3 separate regions of the Mus musculus genome follow, and regions 2 and 3 are each linked to region 1. The links are chromatin contacts, called in public Hi-C and HiChIP or PLAC-seq maps. All regions are on one chromosome and are shown on one strand. The core of a region is the stretch at or near the end of the contact, and the rest is flanking DNA. Distances in the headings are between cores, read along the strand shown.

Evidence for each region. Hi-C and Micro-C count contacts between places; a contact is called where the count stands out from the background. HiChIP or PLAC-seq counts read pairs in DNA pulled down with a chosen protein or histone mark.
Region 2: a contact with region 1 is called in a Hi-C map of the C2C12 cell line, with 2.1 times the contacts expected there. The contact joins the enhancer-like site here to the promoter of Rprml in region 1. A contact is called at or near these places in 12 of 39 promoter capture datasets (the 3T3-L1 cell line, embryonic stem cells, hippocampal neurons and 5 more), 6 of 15 datasets of contacts at CTCF or cohesin (the NIH/3T3 cell line, embryonic stem cells, hippocampal excitatory neurons and 2 more), 103 of 484 Hi-C or Micro-C datasets (8-cell embryo, the AML12 cell line, the AtT-20 cell line and 59 more), 12 of 115 datasets of contacts at active chromatin or transcription factors (astrocytes, bone marrow-derived dendritic cells, embryonic forebrain and 6 more) and 5 of 9 other capture datasets (adipose tissue, embryonic stem cells, embryonic tail and 2 more).
Region 3: an H3K4me3 HiChIP or PLAC-seq map of embryonic stem cells shows a contact between it and region 1, with 2.6 times the contacts expected there. The contact joins the enhancer-like site here to the promoter of Rprml in region 1. A contact is called at or near these places in 1 of 15 datasets of contacts at CTCF or cohesin (the NIH/3T3 cell line), 2 of 115 datasets of contacts at active chromatin or transcription factors (both in embryonic stem cells) and 2 of 9 other capture datasets (adipose tissue and liver).

What each region holds. Positions count from the first base shown.
Region 1 is chr11:103,647,801-103,651,531 of GRCm38.p6, forward strand. Rprml (reprimo-like) reads left to right here and starts at 1,709. Exons shown (of 1, transcript NM_001033212.2): 1 at 1,709-2,780. The coding sequence starts at 1,981. The coding sequence ends at 2,334. 1700072I22Rik (RIKEN cDNA 1700072I22 gene) reads left to right here. Exons shown (of 2, transcript NR_131143.1): 2 at 806-1,213.
Region 2 is chr11:103,682,136-103,685,850 of GRCm38.p6, forward strand. Gosr2 (golgi SNAP receptor complex member 2) reads right to left here. Exons shown (of 6, transcript NM_019650.4): 5 at 1,657-1,797. Among named protein-coding and RNA genes, the nearest start is that of Gosr2, 14 kb to the right of the region's middle. Within about 2 kb of position 1,731, at least 38 of the 459 cell types and tissues checked have an H3K27ac peak or open chromatin away from gene starts, as enhancers often do. A contact at or near this core is called in the C2C12 cell line, the HL-1 cell line, Sertoli cells and 5 more, where this site is marked.
Region 3 is chr11:103,608,533-103,612,363 of GRCm38.p6, forward strand. It overlaps Gm884 (predicted gene 884), which reads right to left. Exons shown (of 14, transcript NM_001033434.2): 2 at 1,387-1,458; 3 at 350-421. Among named protein-coding and RNA genes, the nearest start is that of Gm884, 4.3 kb to the right of the region's middle. Within about 2 kb of position 2,514, at least 3 of the 459 cell types and tissues checked have an H3K27ac peak or open chromatin away from gene starts, as enhancers often do. A contact at or near this core is called in embryonic stem cells, where this site is marked.

The DNA.
Region 1 (3,731 bases), core at 459-2,958:
ACCTTTGATCTATACATACATAGGGGGGAGTAAAAATTAAGAGTTCATACACATCAAACTGTGCCAAATCTTGCCAGGATTCATGGTACAGACAGAGAGTGTGTAATGACCTGGGTTTGGGTCATACAGGACGCCCATTTCTGAGCTGAAGGAGCCTGAGAGCCTAGGTCTACAGAGGCAATGGCCAGACTGTATGTGAAAAATCAAACCCTGATACTACCTGAAAGCTAAGCACAGTCCCTGTAGCAAGCAGGCTTGAACTTGGCAGGCAGCTGACAGCATCCCTAAGTTTGTCCCTAAATCCCAAAGGACACGGTAGGAAAAGCAATACGTCCCCACAAACTAAGACTACTCTATGCCTCCCTTCTGCTGAGCCCAAGGAATACTTTTCTGTACCCCACCCCCAGGCCTGCCTGCCTCTACGCAAAGCTTCCTGCCCCGCCCCTCTTCAGGCAGCTGGACATAGGCAATTGGCTGACTCTTGTCCCAGCAAGAGCGGGGAGGGGGGAGCCGGGTAAGAGCCCAGGCTTGTGTTTAGTTTGGTGATCTTCGCTAGCTTCCAGGGGTCCTAGCTCGCTCTCTCTACCTTCACACTACAGGTCAAAGGCAAACATCTCTCAACCTTCCTTTCACACCAAGTTACCCAGCAGGATCTACCCAGAGTGATGGAAGGGTAAGGGGGGCAGGAAGGAAAGATTGAGAGCTTATGGAGCAGGGCATTTGCCCCCACGTGTACTGAGTATGCTCACTGGAGCCGGGTTTCCCTGAAGTCCCCATACTCACTCTCTACTTCTACCTTTTGCAGCAGACAGCTGGACTACAGCTGGACAGAGTCAAGGACATGGGCTGCGAGTGCAGATTAAACCTCTCCGCCCCACCCCCACCCCCGCCCTGCCTTAAGCTGAGCAGAATAATGAGCAAAGGAATATAGGAGCATTTCTCTAAAGAAATTCTGGTGCCAAAAGCAAAGCACAGACTGTCTGAGCCAGATCCTTGCAGTACAAAACAGCATGTACGCTACAGTAGGCAAGACGCTGCATTCCCGGACACAAATAGAGACAACCAGGAGGAGGTTGTACCTAGGTAAGGACACTGGCCCACCCCAGACAGCAGGATTTTGCAGTTTTAGAGGGTTTTTCCCAACTTTTGCTGATCCGTGCTAAGTGATCTACAATGATTATTTCTATAAAATAAATAAAATAGAAACTCCGCCAAATGACTTAATTTTAATAAATATGTTAAAAAGAGGTGGCATATGGGGCCATGGTAAGAGGCAAAGAGCTCTTAGCTGTGACAGCCTTCAGCCAGGGAAAAGCTGAGAGGGGCCAGCAGAGACAATGTGGCACAGTCAGGCCACCCAGAGCCACACCCGTTGGAGTGGGCAATGCCGTGGGCCAAAGCTACCCCCCACACACACACACACAGAATGTAACAGAATGAAAAAGGCTCCAGACCGCCCCCATCCACAGTTCTGGGAACCCGCACCTTTGGGGCAGCTTTCGGCCCAAAACAGACAGCCTAGAGTGAGTCAAAGATTACTTGGCCCGAGGGCAGGAGCTGCCTGAACACTCTGACCCTGTCCAGCGGGCTTTGCGCAGACAGCACGCTGGGAGGGGTTCGTGTCCCCGCAGCTTGGGCGACGCGAGTGGGTTGGGGAAGGGCGGGGCGGGGCGGAGCTCGGCGGTTGCCAGGGGCGGGGCAGCACGGCAGTCTCGGAGCTCCGTGGGCGACTGCCACGCACTGTTGGCTCTCTCAAGCTCGCGCGCCGCCTGTTGCTCTCTGCTCCTGGCCGCCGGTTTCCCGCTGGGGAGGTAGGCGGACCAAGAACCGCAGCGCGCGTGGGCGACTTCCCGCCTTCCTCTCCTCCTGGCGCAAGGGTAATCCAGGGACCCCCCGGGCGTCCCCGACAGAGCGGACGCCGCCAGCTCCCGGGCGCGTCCTAGCCTGCGTTCTCAGACCCCCCCCAGGCACCACGCCGGCATGAACGTGAGCTTCCTGAACCACAGCGGCCTGGAAGAGGTGGGTGGTGACGCCCGAGCCACCCTGGGAAACCGCAGCCACGGGCTGGGCACGTGGCTAGACTGCTGCCCCGGCGGCGCACCACTGACCGCCAGCGACGGGGTCCCCGCAGGACTGGCGCCGGACGAACGCAGCCTGTGGGTGTCGCGCGTGGCGCAGATCGCCGTGCTTTGCGTGCTGTCGCTCACCGTGGTCTTCGGCGTTTTCTTCCTGGGCTGTAACCTGCTCATCAAGTCCGAGAGCATGATCAACTTTCTGATGCAGGAGCGCAGGCCCTCCAAGGACGTGGGCGCCGCCATCCTGGGACTATACTGAGCGCCGGCCGCCCTTGCCAGAGTTGAAGCACCGCGAGGAAGAGACTACGGAGCCTCTTTCTCAAGGCTTTGGCCGCTGCCTGCGATCAACGAAGTACCTCGCACCACCCGGGTCTGGACACCATAGGACTCAGCGGCGGCGGTGCGCGAAGGGACTGTCATGCCAGACTCCGTCCTGTGTGCGCTCCAGCAGGGGCCGGGGACGCAGGGTTCTTCACAGGTTTTTTACAAAGAGAAGTTCGGGGCAGAGTGGGAGACAGGGATGGGGAGACGCAATGCGGGGCTGAGGTTAACTATGGCGGGGATGTCGGCCGTGTTGGTGGGGGCCAGCTCCAAGGAGGGCTCAGGGAAGAGGTGCATCGCTGAGATTTTGCATCTGATCTCGCATTGCGTCTGAGAAGAAATTTTGTAATAAAACCATAGCCGTCGGGCTTCCTTATACATTCTAACTGTGCCGTGTGTGTGTGTGTGTGTGTGTGTGTGTGTGTGTGTGTGTCTGTGTGTGTGTCTGTGTGTGTGTGTGTGTATAGGGAGGAGACCGTGACCTACTTCTTGCCCAGTTTGGTCCATTAAAGGAGCTATGGGGCAGATAGCTCTGAAGCTCCCTGGTTCTCAGACCAAGAGGAGAAAGAAAGGAACTGTTTTATCTTTTTGGGTTTTTTTTTTAAACGTTGTTTTTGTTGTCTTTTTTTGTGTTTTTGTTTCCTTTTTCCTACAAAGAACTGTTTTCTTCTACACTACTACTGTAGAGGAGGCAGGTCCTTTGGGGCAGCCAGACACTTAATGAGATTAATTGCTGGAAATTTTAGTCATCTTCATGAAATGGAAATGGAAAAAGAAAGCGAACAGAATTTTGGGGAGGGAATAAAATAAACATATCAGATAAATTCATTTGGGTAGATGGGGCTGGGTCTAGTAAAATTCCAAGCTGAGCCCAGAAGCCCCATTTAATGGCTTGTTTTACCCCACCCTTACGGATGGTAGATGGATGGAACAGTTCTGTCCTGGAAGGAGACTTGGGGTGTTTAAGATGAGGAAAATGGCCTCCAGGTGAAGTTGTCTTCTGAGTACTAGACCCTCCCATTTAAAAAAATGCACCCTCTAGTCCCTTATAACCTGAAACTGAGTTCTGGAGGGGACTTGGTGCTTACTGGCCAGAAGGAAGGGAAGGGGGCCATCTACAGCAAGCCTTTGCTCTGGGGTACAACTGAGTCCAGGCCACCACAGGGAGGAAAGCCCTCTTCCCTTAGGCTTTTCGACCTATGTGCACCCTCTTAGCCAGTCTTGGGCATAAAGTACTTGGAAAGGGCTCTGGGGAACCGAGCTCAGGTGCCTCCCTCTCCTCGCCAACTGGGTAGACCTGAAGGAGGATGAGAAAGAAGATGGCTGAAGCCTTCC
Region 2 (3,715 bases), core at 481-2,980, 34 kb after region 1:
AAACCACTGAGAGTAGACATCAGCTGAAGGAGATGTAAAGTCACCTGGACAGGAATCTACCCAGACAAGGGCCAACAAACCAACAAGCCTCATCAAGGATTCTGAGCCAGCAATGGTGGTGCACACCTTTAATCTCAATGTCTGGCATGCAGACGCAGGCAGATCCCCGTGAGTTTAAGGCCAGTCTGGTCTATATAACAAGTTCCGGGCCAGCCAAGGCTACATAATAAAACACTGTCTCAAAAACCAAAGAAAGGAATATTGGGCTGGGGATGTGACCCACTGGTAGAGTGGCTGGTTAGCATGTATAAGGCCTTACATTTGGTTCTCTATATTGCAAATAAAAATAAAATGGAGGTCTCAAGTCAAATCAGTCTTCTGCCAGAGGAAAGTAGACAAAGTCTCACTAGAGTGAGAAAGTGAGAGATGTGCTGTAAGATCATCTTAGGACGGAAGTACAGACTACTCCGTGGTCATGCCTTCCAAATCACCTCACAGTGACCATGAACTCCACAAAGTACCTATTTCCAACCATAAAATCAAAGTAATTGCACCAGTGCTTTCATGCTCCCCTGTTCCTATCAAGTGGCTTAGGAAGAAAATTCCCTGGCCCAGGCAGGGAGAGATCACGAGGCAAGATGGGCAGAAGGAGGAATGCAGAGAAAACGGAGTCAGAAATCACAAAGGTCAAGACCCAGCAGTGAACGGACTTCCTCAGTGACCCCGGCTTCAGGAGGAGGCTAACACACCATGCAGAACCTCACCCGCACCAGCTCTGCGTCCTGCCGGACAGACAGACTGTCCCTGAGCTACAGAAAAGGGCAGTTCTCTACGAAAAAACAAAAACAAAAAAAGGCAGGGAGCCCACTGCAGAGATCGGGGTAGACTTTCAGTGACTCTTCTGAAGGGGGAGCACCTCTGCGCCACTGCAGACACTGTGACTGCCAACAGGAGGTGAGCTTCAACCGCCCTGTCGGTTCCTCTCCCTGTAAAGATGGTGGGAGCTGCTCAGAAATACACTGGAGTCCTTAGAGCAGACAACTCTGCCCCAATAACAACTAAGATAACCGCCACACTTCCAAGGGACTGTTTCTCACAGCCCAGTGGCTGGCAGTGCTTTACTCTAGGGGATCACACCCTGATAACAAGGAGAGCCCACACCCCCAGAGCCATCAGGGCTGACACAGGAAAAGACTGAGGCTGAAACGCCATGACTGACAGCAATCTATACTGTTTCTGTAAACCACTCCCAGGGGTCAGGGTCTCAGCAGTACAAACAAGGCAGGCTTCTTGGATACCTGTGGCTATGAGAAGCATGGGGACCTCCCTGTGCACTCCACGGCTGAAATCCCAAAGAAAACCACCTTAGAAGACTGCCTTCTTAAAAGAGCAAATCTAAAGACGCATTTCTCAGCCTGTCATTGGTCCCCTTACAGCAAACTCAATTTCATGCAGAGTCAGTAGGAGGGCAAAGCCCTAGCTATCAGGAAATGCCACTGCGTTTGTTACACGCAATGGGCAAACGTGTAAGTTCAAGGGCTTGGGCTTACTGTCACATGGGGACTGGGGACACAGAAACAATACAAACACAGAACTAAACTATAGGACAAGGACAAAATAAAAAGCCTTCTCTCTATTCTCCAGCAGGGCCCCCACCTTCAAGGTCAGTCTCTGGGCCCTCAGTCCCTCCAGAATACTGTGCCCGCCTCCAATGAGGTCATCCATGCCGTGGTGAATGTTGTGGAGGGAGGAGTTAAACTGCAGTGATTCATCCATGGGAATGGTGGTGTCAGAGTCCTGTGAAAGAAATGCAGGCACTTGGTTAACTTTGCTTGCCACTCAGCTCCTGGGGGCTGGGCAAATCTTACTACACTGCCTTTTTGGCCAACGTCAAGCCAGAAGAACTAGAGGGACAAATGCAAGAATCAGAGAGTCCAACAGGGGAGGAAAGCAAAGCAAAGGTGTGTGTAAGGGGGCGGGGCCTGCTCGCACAGCAGCAGAAGAGGTAACGGACCCATAATTCTCCAAGTGAGCTCTGCTGTAGTGTTGATCTGTTCATCTGCTACGTCCCCCACTGAGGAAAATCCGGTTATTCCTTCCAGACTTCATTCATTTCTCCTAAAGGTTTTTTCTGGCGCCTCTCAAAGACAGCTTCTCAAGTGTTCCTTTACAGCAGTTCTTGCTCGTGCGCTTTTACATGTTTGCTTTTGTTCTTTAGCTATTTTATCTATAGCTTATCCCTCTAATTAGACTGAAACTACGGATCAAAGGGGCAGTGCTTTCTACTGAAGCCTGCAGGGTGTTCAGGATGGGAACAAAGTTCTGAGAAGGCAGGGAAAGGTTGCTAAAGAAAGACAGAGGAAAAGAAAAGAGGACTGCAGAGTGAGCACAGTCTATGTGAGTGAGATGCCTCAGATCACAGACTCTGCAGACTTTGCAATGGATTTACCTACTAAGCACTCCTTTGGACCCTGGCCTTTCCGACTGAAATGCCCTATCAGTACAGACCAAGCCCTCTTACTTCACAGGCACATTTCTCTAACTCACACAGCTTGCTGGACTTTTCCTGCTCTCCCCATTTTGCAGATGAAGAAGGTGAGGCCCAGAGAGATGGAATAACCTGTCCAGATAGGTAGGATCCCAGGGCTGGGTGCACACACAACTCTCAATTTCAACTACACTGCAGACAAAAACACTGAGAGTGAGCCTGGTGGCTCTAACCACACACCAATTGCGCTGGGAAGAGGACCACGTGTCACCCAGCAGTGATTGTCTCTCCTTCCTGCTGTCTGACCAGCACAACCTCCTGCCAGGCAGTGCCCCACCACCATGGAAGCCCCAATTCCCACTGGCAGGTGAGTAACCATTTGTTCTGCTGCTCAAGTTCAGAACCAGCCCTAGGTGGACATTTTGAAACTCCCTGCTAACACAGAAGCTCCTGAAAGGAAGAAGCCATGTTTAGTACTCTTCTCAAAGGCTTTACTTGGTATCTTGGTGTTAACTCTAGTGTTTTAAGAGAACCACGACTCCCCTTTTCTGACAAGCACTTACTGAATGGCTTTACACAGAAACCTGAGAAGGGAAGGGTGCTAGTCTGCTCTCTTTAGAATGGGGAAAGTGACTTGGAGGAAGTTTCATTTGGTGAGTCAGTGCTTATGAGCAGCCTGGTGAGTGTGGTGCCACATCAGGCTGGCAATCAACAGAATAATCCTGAGAGGTCATGTCTAGCCTACAACTGCCTGAATGTGATGTAGCATGCCATATGCTGGCTTACTCAGAGGCTTACAGCACTGTATGTGTGAGCTGTTAATCACCACGGCCTGCCTGCCCACCTGCTCTATAAACACAAACCTGTGAAGCCCCAACCTGAAGCCCTGGAAGAACCGCACTGCAGCAGGGCATGGAGCAATGGCTTGGTCATCTGCCAGTGGAAATCGGGGTTTCCGTGGTGGAGGGGCACTGCCTGGCAGGAGGTTGTGCCAATCAGACAGTAGGAAAGAGAGCACTCACTACTAGTGACGACTTGGCTCTCTCCCAGGCCCAGTCTGTGTGCGGTTAGAGCCACCAGGCTCGCTCCAGGCTTGCTTGCAGTATTTCTGTCTACAGTGTGGCTTTGTACACATATTAAGCAAGGAATTCTACTGGCAGATTTAGAAAGTGACAAACTATGAAGCCCAAACCCACCTCATTTGGTAGAACACACTATGTGAGTCCC
Region 3 (3,831 bases), core at 1,264-3,763, 38 kb before region 1:
CTTGTCTATATAATTTAGGAAATTTAAAATGCATAAAAGGCATTTTAATGTTAGAGATAGGCTGACACCCCCACAGACAGACATAACTGCAGATTTTCTTTTATCATGTTTTTAGAGCCAGGCTCTTGCCTAGCAGCCCTGGAGCAGGTATGAAAGCCACTATGTAGACCATGCAGATCTCCAACTTGCAGCAATCCTCCCACTTTCCACCTCCTCAGGGCTGGAATTATAGGCAAGCACTGCCAAACTACTCAATAATTGCGCAGTTTTATTGTTTGAAGAGATGTTAGTATCTAATCCATCCACAGACAACTCATTACTTACAAATAGATATGCTCAACTAACTTACAAAACCTGGAGGGATAGCAGGCCTTCGAATGACTCCTTATGTAATTCAGTCAGGTGATTTTCGCTGAGAATTCTGGAAAATTAAAAGGTTACCTGGATCAAAAACCATCAAACAGACGGAGAACATTGGTGGTGAAATGGGATGAAGAGATACATGCTGTCATGTGCTATTGCCTAGAGTGTAAGTTGGCACTACTTATTTTTAGGGCAGTTAAAATTTCATATGTAAAAACTATCCTAAAGGCTCTATTTCTAGATATCTGGTCTATAGAAACACTTGTCCAAGGTATACAGGACATTTATTACAGCCAGACAAGTAACAGAAAAACCAGATAGTCTCTAATAATCAGCAGGATAATATTAAATTCTCACGGATGTGTACACACTATAAAATATTAAACAGAACTGGAAATGAATAGTATAAGCCTCTACACATGTGAAAGAAAATTTTAAATATCATGAAGTGAAAACAAGAAGTTACCAGATGTTATCATTTATGTAAAAGTGATAAGGAAAGCAGAGACACTGTTATTTTCTATATGCAAATGTGTCTGATGGATATATACCAATTTAGAGTAGTGGTTACCTCAGAGCTGAGGAATTATGGCACAAGGAAGGTTTCAATATCCCTCTTACTTAACTACTAACCACTAAAAATGACATCATAGACTATTCCTGTACTGCAAAACAAATCTGCCTCTTATGAAACCCCACAACATTAAAATTAAAATTTTTGCCTGCACTAGTAAGGTTCCAACTCATGGTCTCGTGTACTAACACTGAACCACACCCCAGTCCTCATGCAACTTACCAGGAAAATGCAATCAATACCAATTTCTTTATTTAGTGAGATTAGAACTCCCTCTCTCTACCCTAAACCTTCCATGTTGAGCTATCAGAAATTTACTGGGTTGCGCAGAGGAAATGTCTTTCCTCAGACATAGTCACCTCAAAATCTGGACCAAAAAAAGGCCTTAGTGCACTATTTTGCATAATATTTGGAGAGAATATATCTATGCACACACACACACTACTCACAATTTCTCAGTCCAACGGTATACCTTCCATACATTTTTGTCAATGAAAGAAATATCATTTCCTTTGAAATTTCTGTGGAGAAACAGTTGATATAATTGAATAATAGGAAAAGAATAAACAGAATCAGTAAAAATCCTAACACCTTCATGGAAGTGCTCGATGCAGAATGAGGGACGCCACCAACTTTATGATTCCTGAATCTATCAGTCTCTGAGGAAGCACAGTTAAGAACGCCTGACTACTGGTGAGATACTTCCTCAAAAGGTCAACTTCTAATCTGACCCACCTTTTGGTTAAAAAGGAGAGTTAATTACTAAGTATTTTTACTGTGTCTAAATGAATTCCTTCTTTAAGCCCATAAAAATATATGTGATTTAAAATTTAATATGGTCATTAAAATAGGCAAATTTTTAATCACTATTAACTACTAAGAAACCATATTAGTAATACCAAAACTTTGCTTAAGGGCTGTCTGTTGAAGCCTGTGTAGGTGTTAGAAAGATGAAAAAATTATAACTAGTGAAAGAAATGTACTGGTGTGGAAATAGTTCTCAGACGTGCCACGTAAGGAAAAGACACAAAATCACTGTGAAAGGAGTTTTAGCTCATCTGTGAAAAACACAAATGAAATTGCATTTTGCACCCCAAAATCCAAGTGGGATTTATGTTATGGATGGTAGGGCACAGAAGAAGAGTGACAAGGTCTATGGAGTGAAGTGTATAAATTATCTTATAAACCTTGTATGTTTTGTTTCCATTTTGCATGTGTGCATGCAGAAGCCCAAGTTTGACGTTAATGGTTATCCACACTCACTCTTCTACTTTACTGAGACAGGGTCTCTCAATCAAACCTAGACTCTTGCCGATATAGTACATGTGTCAGCCAGATTGTTCCGGTAGTATCTAGCTTTCAAGCTGTAAGGTAGACTGTCAACACTAACCTGTCATTTACATGAGATTCTGAGGATCTGAACTGTAATCCCCATACTTGCAATTTGGACATGTTAACAACTGAGTGATCTACCCAGGTGTCCCACTCCCCCCACCCCATTTCCAGCCCTAATAATGGGATGGAGGGCATTGTGTGTGCTAGTCAAGCAATCTACCACTAAGCTGTATTCCTAGCCCTTTTGTCATCCTGAGAAAGTATCTTACCAGTACAGTCTAGGCTGGCCTTGAGCTTGTGATTCTCATTTTTCCCTAGTGCTAAGATTATAGGCACATGTCACCAAAAAGGCTTCCATGACATTTCAAAAATGAGAATCTATACATGAGTGCCACATGCTTAAAAGAAGCTATTAAATTTAGTTATGTTCAGTTTCTTTGTTCTTTGACTCACTTTGAGTATTTACCCTTCGTATGTTCTTACTTCAGTGAAGACTTTCTTGCTCAGTTTGAACATATTTTTTTATGTTAGAGAAGAAAAAAATCTTTTCACTTGATAGTGAACATCTCCTCTCACCTAAGCTAATTTTATGTTCACCAATAAAGGAAATGCCTACAACTGAACTCAACCCCCATGCTGCTCTCATTCCTGACTGCTGAGTCCATCTGTTAAACTGTCTTCCTCATCTTCATCAAGGCAAACTGTGGGCTCATTTTTTTTATTATTTTGAAATGAGCTCTCACCTATAAGCCCTGACTGGTGTGGAACTCGCTCTGTAGACCAGACTGACCTTGAACTCACAGAGATCTACCACCTCTGCCTCCTGAGTGCTGGGACTAAAGGCAGCATCAGTTCTCAACTCTTTAATCAGTCACTAAATCCTCTCCTCTCCTACTCTGTGGAGATTCAGGGTTTCCTTCCCACTACCAAATGGCCACAGTGGCTCAGTTCTCCCTCACTTTATTCCTAAATTTTGCTAGATCCTTCTACATGGTCATCGAGAATTAAGCTTTTCCCCTGGATCACTCAACACATGGGTGCTAAAATAATCCTATATCTGAGTGTTATGACACATGCCTATATTTGTTATTTAAGGGGCTGAGGCGGGATGATCATGAAGTCAGGACCAACCTATACTACATAGCAAGGTTCTGCCCTCCATTTAATAGTTTTTCAGTAGTTCTTGGAAATGTTCTATGGTTCTCTATAGCATACTGTGACTTTCAAACCACTAGAGTTGATATTCAAAGTATTTCATAATATGTCTCATTGCTTTCTCTTTGCTGGTAAGTGATTCCACTAAATCCTTATTCTTGTAGCTATGCCTTTACTTATGCTGTAATCCCTATTTTTACTTTATTTAAAAAAACACTTTGGGACAAAGGTTAAGATTTAACATAATATTCCCCCTTTCCTTGTCTAGTAATTCACATTCCAGAGAAAAACTTCATACATATATAGCTCCCATACTTCTTAGCCCTGAGTAGTGCACACAATGAATGTAAAATATAGAAAGCTAAGAACAAGAATGAGCTCTGGACAAAACTGAGAAATTTCAA